2 separate regions of the Pungitius pungitius genome follow, and region 1 is linked to region 2. Evidence: chromatin contacts called from public Hi-C data. All regions are on one chromosome and are shown on one strand. The core of a region is the stretch at or near the end of the contact, and the rest is flanking DNA. Distances in the headings are between cores, read along the strand shown. Region 1 holds the start of ptn (pleiotrophin). Region 2 holds the start of LOC119210394 (protein FAM180A).

Region 1 (4,263 bases), core at 360-2,859, 160 kb after region 2:
ACTTACTTGTGCCCTATAGATGAGAATTGGCTCCTTTCACAGCTCTTCCACCCCCCCGGAGCGATTTCTCAGGGCCCTAACAGCGCAATTGTATGCCTTATTGCTCCAGCTCCTCCGCGGGGAGAAGCGTCCCATCAAAGCTTTGTGCTCGGGCCTCGTCATGCGGGCGCAATCACGTGGTGGCGTTTTGTGGGGCAAACGCTTAACCCCCCCCCCCCCCCCACCCGGAAAGAAAGAAGGGCCAGAGTGTGTAAAACGTCTCTTAAAAGGCCTGCTAGTGGCCAACTCGGTGTAGGAAAATACCATTAGGCCCTTTTCTTTTTCTTTTTTTTTTTTCTTTCAAAATGCAGTTTGGTGAGCTCGGCTGGAGGCCGTCCAGCTCCATCCACATCGTGCTTCATCTCCCACGGCTCTTTCATTAGGACCACACCATGTGTGGAGTCACCTCATTTTGAGCAAGAATGAGCCTGGAGAAAGCTTTTTGTCTCCCCCCCCACCCCCCCGAACCACCACCACCACCCCACCGGCAAGGAATGCCCATAAAACAGAGAGGAACACTGTTTGGTGTGACTCGGGTTGCCATACCAGTTACTGAAGAAAAGCCATGGCAACGCCAAGCGGAAGGGTCCGCCCCGAAACCACATGACGCCGGGCTCCGGGTTTTGTCATTCCGGTCGAGGCCTGACCCAAATTACGACGCCGCAGACGAACGCGCGCACACACACACGCACACACACACACACGCATGCACATGCTTAATTGGGCTCGCATGCGTTTGGCTGATGGCGACGACAAACACAACATGGGGAGGTTTGACGTGTAATCACCGAGGAGACGCCCCCCCCAGTTAATGATCCGACACCGCGGCTCGTAGCCCCGCGGCGGGCTGGAGTGTTGTGACTTTCCGATTGTTTGTTTGCCCGATGTGTCTACAAGCGGTTATAATTCAGAGCATTTTAAGCCTTAATGGTGTTTTATGTTTTGGTATGTTATCTCTTATCAACAGCCCCGGGCCAAGATCTGCTTAAAAAAGGGGGGGGGGGGATTAGGACCATGAACAGAGAAGCTTTCTGCTAAAGCATGAAACAGTAAAACAAAAATATTAAGGCAAAATATTAGAAGGAAAATGCAGGAATGCCAAATATTGATTTGATCACCATGGCAACTTTAAATGGGTTTCTTTGGTAACTTTTCACACTATTCTTTTTGTTGTGAGATTTTGAATCATGAACACCACAGAGGTGTTATATTAGCAACTCTGGAGAAGAAAAAAATCCCATAAATCCCTCCCCCAACATACGCACAAATACTCACACAGAGAAACACACACAAAAAAACGGCCTCCGCACGTCGAGGCTCTCTGAACACGACGCAGTGCCAACTCTCCAACAAATCACCTCACGTTGCACCCACCCAGAAAGCAAGGAGAGAAGAAGAAGAAAAATAATCCACCTACTTTATTTCGGAGGTCTGGTAGTTGTGTGTCAGTATTTTCTCTGGTCTCTTTTCATCTGCACCTCTGCCCCGTCTCTCCAACACTATTCCTCTCTGTGGGCTGAGCCTGCCGTGGAGTTTTCTTTCTCTTTTTTTTTCCTTCTTTTTTTTTTGTGTGTGTGTGTGTTGCACGGGATGGAGGGGGGGGGAGGGGGGGTGAGGGGGGGGTGAGGGGAGGGGAGGTTTGGGCTGTTGAATGCCCGGGTTTCCTGACTCGTGATCAGGAGCTCATTACCCACAAGGTCACTCCAGGGACGCCCTGCTCGGCACCGCAGAGGGGAAGATGTGAGGCTGCCGACGAAAAGAGAGAGAGGGGGGGGGGGGGGGGTGGTGGAGGGGGAGGAAGAGGGCAGTTGGGAGCCAAAGTGCCTGTGAGCTCCACTGGGACGAGGAGGATACAAGCGGACAGAGAAGGGAGACGGTTGAGAGCCGCTGATCCAAATGCTGACAGAGGGGGGAGGGGGGGGGGGGGGGGGGGGGTTGATTTTCAGGGGAAGCGAGCAAATACAAAACAAGCTAAATGCATCTGCGGGAGCCCACGGCGTGAGCGGGCCGGGAGCGAGCGGTTGCGTAACACGTCCTGGTCGATCCGCGAAAAAAAAAAAAAAAAAGGGAGTCCGATCGATGGGTCATCGACGTTTATTTTGTTTTGCCGTCCTGTAGCTGAAACAAACTTAAATGTTTGAGATTAATCTTTTCCATTAAGCTCCGCATGAAATGAATATTATTACTATATGAATATTTCAGTGTGGACCAGAGTGGCAGACCAACAGGTTCAAAAGGTCACGTGATGAGGATGAGGTGCTTCTTTTTGTCAGATGAGTGACAATTGATGGAAGCAGAAACATAACCAAATACTTTTCCTGATCATTAAAATCGATTGTTCTTCAAGTAGGTTTCCCAACATTGATTTTCTCTAAAAACTAAATGATTATTAGTCCTTTACAAAGCAGCACAGCCACTGTCTCAGTTGCTAGTTATCAGTTAACTGTTTTAAAACGACGCTCCTTAATCTCCCCAATGGTCAAAGTTTAAATAATTAATGCCGGGTTGATCGGGTGTCTCCGTCCTTCTCCTGTTTTCAGTCAGATGCGCGGCAGCTGTCTCCTGTGGCCGCATGTGCTCTTCGAGGGAGCGTGTCGGGAATGCGCTGGAGTTGACCCCCCACCCCCACCCCACCCTGGACAGGCTCGGATTGACTGATTACAGCATGTGGAATCAATACAGTGCCACCACTGGTTCTGTGGCGCAAAGCGCTCTCTGGAAGCTGGACGAGGTCCACACAGAAATATGGTCCCGTCGTACTTTTCGGGCCTTGGGTGTCATTCATTCTAAAAGAGGGACACAAATTAGATTAGTGACATACGGCTGGTGCAGGCAGGGAGGGAGGACTCACAGTCTTCTTGCTCTTTAATACCCGAGAAACGAGGCCTGACGTGCACCAACAACAGGTGACGCAGACAACGACGTGACGGGCGACACAGGGCTTAAGTACACTAGGGAGGTGCAGGTGATCGGACACAGGTGGAAACAATCAGACAATCACAGGACAAGGGCAGGAAGTGAAGCTCACCCCAGGAACAAGAGACATGAAACTACAAAATAAAACAGGAAGAAAGTCCAAACCGTGACGTTAGATGATCCAAATGGGCTGTGTCTCAGTTTAGTCTCAGTTTTCAGCAGGTTTTGTCTTTTTACATTGCAGTTTTCTCCAATTACCCTTGAATTGAAACCGCTCTATAGTTCAGAATTTGGCGTTTTGGCTTTTGCCATTTTTTGGGGGGGGGATTTGGCCACAACCATGTTTGTTTTTATCATCCGGAAGGGATACGAGAGACTGGAGCCGAATGCAACCAAATGCTGAGTGAGAACATTTGAAGGCAACCTCGAGGTTACAATCAACCCAAAGTACCATGAATGAAGGCTTCAAGACCGAAGGTTCGGGGTGACGCGGCAGTTCAACCAGGAAGTAGCCAGACCCCCCCGAGGCGTCCCCTGCTGTGTGGTTGGTTCTACTTTACCTGGATGCTCCGCATGCTGCGTTCATGAAGTCTTAACACTTTGGGACCACAATCCAATGGCGACAAAAAAGAAAGTACAACGTGGCCTCTTGAATTAAAAGCCCGGAGCCGGGGCCGTCTCTGTTTTTTTCCGTTATACTTTGAGAGAAGGAAACAAAAATCGATAAAAAGCGTTTCGCATTTTGGGACGAACTGTTCCGTTTGTGCGACTTCCTGCGGCGGGTTCGATGTGAAAAAGTGATCGGGGAGCGAAGCTGATGTGTCCGACGCGGTGTTACAACATTTCAAGAGTTGCCTGAAGGCACAAAGCTTGTTATTTTGTTGTTGTTTTTTTTTTTTTCATTTGAAGTCATCAAAGAGGTTCTGTTGAAGAATTGTTGAAATCAGGCAGCAATAGGCCAGCAGCGAAGTAATGGATGATTTAGTCAGGAGCCCTTTAGGCTCATTTGTCACATCTGCTTCCAGAAAAGACGCAAACAAGCGGCTCAATTCGCAATGAGCCTCGGCCCGGTGCTGGTTGGTGCTACCTGGACTGTTGCGGCGCCACGTGCTCAGCATCACGTTACACCGCTGGGGGGGGGGATTCCAGTGATGGCCAGCAATTAGACTCAGCCCCCCCCCCTCCCTCCGTCCCGCTGATAACGATATACCATTCCACTGCTGCCGTCTCGTGTTCAGCTCATTAATAATAGATCTCATCCATTTGCCCCCCCCCCCCCCCCCCCACCCCCCATTTTGGTGTGTGATA
Region 2 (4,611 bases), core at 1,295-3,794:
CTTAGCTTAGCACACAGAGTGGAAACATCTGGACCTGCCTCGGCCCAATGAGTTCTGACACGCTTAAATCATTTTGAACCACCCAGACACCAAATAAACAGCCCTGAGAACGCTCCCTGACATGAATGCACCAGAACCTACGGGGAGGGGGGAGATTTAAAGCGCTCATTGTTCTGGTGATTCCCAAATGTGAGATCGAGAGCGGAGGAGAAGTGTCTCGGCAGTCGCATTAGACACTTGAAGAGACACTCCAGCTTCTGTGGGACACTGTCAATGCAAACAGAACAACACCCAAAGGGCAGCGTGCTCATTACAACAAGGCTCGGGTTGTTGAAGGATCAAGGAGCTGCATGGGAACGACACACCGGGGACCGACCCGATGCTGATTTACATTTAGAATGATTAATATGTCATTTGCATAAAGGTTGTCTACTACTCCCCGTCGCTGTTTGCAGTGCGCGTCAGCGCTTTGGCATGCGGTGAAGTGGGTTGTTTTATGCTTCCAGGGAAACAGCAGTTTGCAATGAAATGTTATTTCCTGTTAACACAGAAAAAGGGCCACGTGTCTCGTGACGTTCACAGAAGCATCCATGCAAAGGAAAACAAACAGCAAAACCAAACAGGCAGAAGGGAATCTGAAGGCCAAGTTTGCCCTTCGCTGCTGGTCCAAAAAAGACGAGGAGACGGACAAGCGGAGCAACGACCAGAGCGGAGTCTGAAAACACAGCCAAAGAATAACAATGAGAGAGGCCAGCGGGCAGAGGGAGGGAGGAACACCAGGCGGGCGATCTGGCGGGGAACCGAGGCGCTGATGAGAAGACGTGGAACAGCGCCGGAGTGTGTGTGTGGAGGTCCGTTAATGAGAAGCTAAGGGTCACCGGTGGGCTGGAGCTGCGGATGGGTAGGGCATATTTCCGATGTAGGCGCCCTCTCTCCTTGCAACATCTCAGCTTTCCCACACCTCGGGGCTGGTTTCGGAGGCCGTTGACTCCTCAACGCTTTACCCCCCTCCCCTCCCCTCCCTCCCTCCCTCTGGCAACAACCAGTGTTGGGATGGGCAGGGCGTCCCCCAACCTCGTTAACGACGGAGTCGTAATCTGCCGCTAACCGCGTGCAAGGAGATGAGGGAACAACAAAGGTCCATTAATCAGCGAGGCTAAATGGTGTTCCTGCCTGGAGGGATGTCTCAAAATAGAGGAAAAGGGGGGGTGGGGGATACAGGAGGAAATTTAAATTCACCTCTAAATGATGTTAAAACTGTATGTAAACAGGCTTCCCTTCCATGTCCCCACGCTGAGACGAATCCCCGAGAGGCTGATGATGCAATGAAGTCAGACAGATGAACACTGTTCATTTGCCGCGGTGACTTTTGTTTTCATTAAAGCGCCAACAGGTCCGACCAGAAATATTATATGTAGTGTCTACGGTGGCCGAGAAGGTTCAGACCAATACCAAAGCCACGACAGAACTGCAAATGCCACAACACAACACGAACGCCACAACACAAAAGCCACAATACAACCGCAAACGCCACAACACAAAATACAAAAGCCACAACACAACCGAACGCCGCAACACAACACGAACGCCACAACACAACACGAAAACGTTAGCTAAAAGATGCGTGGTGCCATTTAGCTAACGTTTTCGTGTTGTGTTGTGGCGTTCGTGTTGTGTTGCGGCGTTCGGTTGTGTTGTGGCTTTTGTATTTTGTGTTGTGGCGTTCGCATTGTGTTGTGGCTTTTGGTATTTGTCTGAACTTTCTCGGTCACCGTAAGTGTCGCCAAAGTTCTGGATACGGTTGAAGTGGCGATAGATGGGGAGAAAGGGGGACATTTGTCTCCCTGATAATCCGTCCACTCAAAACAACTGGAAAGCATTTCTTATACGGCTTATTACACAATGTTTAAGGGCCAATCAATCGTGGTGAACTTATAGCTCCGCCCTCTCGTGTCAATTCTGGTATCCAAAAAAAAACCGGCCGATAAACAATCTTCTTGTCACACGGGATCAATCTCTTAGTTTAGTCCCTTCGCCGTCTCAACTGTAACACACATTTATGCACGTGGACCTAAAACTAAGAACTGAACCGTGAGTCAAATCGTTAACGCAAATCACGTCAGCGTTTTTTCGCATTAAAGTGACGCATCCGGAGGTCTCCAGCGATGGCACGAGATGCGACTGTTGAGAAAGGAATGTCCTCGGCGATGTGGATCCAGCGGAAGGCCCAGCCGCTTTTCTTTGGAAAAAAAAAAAACGATCCGTCGGCGTCTTCTCCTCCAACGGTCCCCCGAGGTCACGCATTCCGTCACAGAACCATGCGTCACGCGCATGAGCGAGCCCAGATTTAACCAGCCCTGGATGGTTAAATCTGGCGGTCGGGTTCTCCACACCATGTTTGGCACCGTGGATGAGGATGGAGATGTTAAGCTTGCGTGGAGCCAGGAGGTCCACCTACCTTTGCTGTGGCGCTGCTGACCGGCTGCCAGGTACACGGACAGGTGAGCAATGACGAGGAGAGCCCACCACTGTGTCATGTTGACCCCCCCTCTCCCTCTAAAACACACACACACACACGGTCCTCTCAGGAGAGCCGCATCTCAGCAATGAAACCGCTCCGACTTCCCAACACTTTCATACCAAGGATCATTCCTTCATTTTTTTGTTCATTGCCACCTCCTTCCATCCTCCCTCCCTCCATCCTCCCTCCCTCCATCCTCCCTCCCTCTCTTTTTGTTTTTATTTCTCTGTGTGTGTGTGTGCTCTCATCTGGAAACCCTCAGGAATTGGCTGGATATGCCTCGCAGCGACTGGATGGAGGAGTGTCTCTCTCTCTCCCTCCCTCCGATTGTCCAGATAAGTGCGTGGCGGACGGATCGGGGCCGAAGTCACCCGAGCCGGAACCGAAGCCGAGCCCGTGGTGCGAGACGTGAGCTTGGCCGAGGTAACCGCGTCTCTCGTGGCGATCACGTGACCATCCGTCACCACAGGGCAATATTTACAAAACACCGTTTTGGTAATTTTAATAAAACACGTTTTCAATTGCAAAATTTGGCTTCCAGGCGTCTCTGTTGAACAATGAAGATCATACATTGGGGTTCTTTGATAAAGTAAAGCAGGATCCAGGCCTTGAGAGTTTTGGTTCACTCTTTAATGCATTCTGCTGGAAATCATCATTACACGAGGGATGGTTAGAAAAACGTTGCCTTTTTCTTTATTTTGGTTCCAATTCAAGGTTAATTAACTGAATTCTGCACCGCTTTAGAAGAACAAAGTCGTGAGTTAAAAGGCGACCGCGGAACCCGAGAACGAGGCAGACGGCCGAAAGAGAAGCGTGTCAACAACAACAACAACAACAACAACAACAGCAGCAAGAGGACCACTCAAAGCATCCTCTCCCCTTCTTTAAAGCGCTCTCCTCTTTGTTGTCACAGGATACGTGCAACAGAAGGAGCGCGCGCGACGGACGGCGTTGGAGCCGTGGAGCTCAGATGGTTTGCCAAACACGGACACCAGCAATGGCCGCCGTGTGAAAGAAAAGCACCGCTAATCTGAATTATTTAACGAGGATTCGATGACTCCTTGTGGAGAAAAAAAAATGTGCGATCTTCCCTTTTAATTCTCTAAAAACATTGTGGCGGTAAATGAACCCGAAGGGAGGGGCAGCAACGAGAAAACGACGTGTCCGGGCTGCCCGAGGAGGAGACATACACCACTGTCTCCTTAATCTAAGGTCTGATTAATGGACCCGGCGCGCCCGGCTGACTCTCGGACGCCATGCGTTTTCTAAGGAATGTTTGCTCGCAGCGGACGCGAAACCAACGGCACAACAACAACACATCTACACGGACGAGGAGGCGGGGAAACCGCACGGCTGCACACGGCCGCAACGTGATTCACATGGCTAAGACGGAGGACGGCATTCAGAGGGGCAAAGGCCAAAGCCCCGGAAATAAACAAAAAAAAATGGCCTCACGTCTTCTGTTTGCCCCGACAAAAAAAATGCTCCTGACCCCCCCCCCCCCCCCCCGAGTGTTTGGGTTCACGGACACACAAACGCTCCCCACTGAGACGCGTGGTGGGAACCTGCTTCGGCCATGAGGGACCATGAGGGGGCAGTGTTACGACGCACATCCTGAGAGAGATCGCTTCGGTGATTTCTGCTCCTCCCAAACTCTGGATTGAATTCTATTCAGATAACATGCGACGGTGTGAATGAGGCCACTAGAAAGAGATTCAAACCGGGCAGGGACCCTTTTATATACACTCTATTTGTAGTTGCCTCTGTGCCATAAATCATTGCATTGTTGATCTGATAGAAGTCAAATTGCTCTGTGTCAAGGTAATAGCAGGTAAACCCTGTACATTTATAGAAGATGCTGAGATTTGCAGGGCCAAGATGTTGTACCTTTTCCTCTTCTGGCCCATGTGACCCGTGGTCTTCGTTTTGATTAATGCCTCGGAGCTAGGACCGTCTCCTAATACATTAGATACTGCAGGAACGGACGCCTGGGGGCCACAGCAGGAGGCGGCGCGTGTCCTTCCAGCTGTTACGTTGCTACCGCGTTCTAGTTCACTTCTACTCTGTTCACAGTCTGCGGACGAATCAAA

Evidence for each region. Hi-C and Micro-C count contacts between places; a contact is called where the count stands out from the background.
Region 1: a Hi-C map of muscle shows a contact between it and region 2, with 1.8 times the contacts expected there. The contact joins the promoter of ptn here to the promoter of LOC119210394 in region 2. A contact is called at or near these places in 2 of 2 Hi-C or Micro-C datasets (both in muscle).

Annotation. Positions count from the first base shown.
Region 1 is chr2:3,064,178-3,068,440 of fPunPun2.1, forward strand. ptn (pleiotrophin) reads right to left here and starts at 1,610. Exons shown (of 5, transcript XM_037460322.2): 1 at 1,457-1,610.
Region 2 is chr2:2,904,264-2,908,874 of fPunPun2.1, forward strand. LOC119210394 (protein FAM180A) reads right to left here and starts at 2,545. Exons shown (of 3, transcript XM_037460321.2): 1 at 2,459-2,545. The coding sequence starts at 2,537.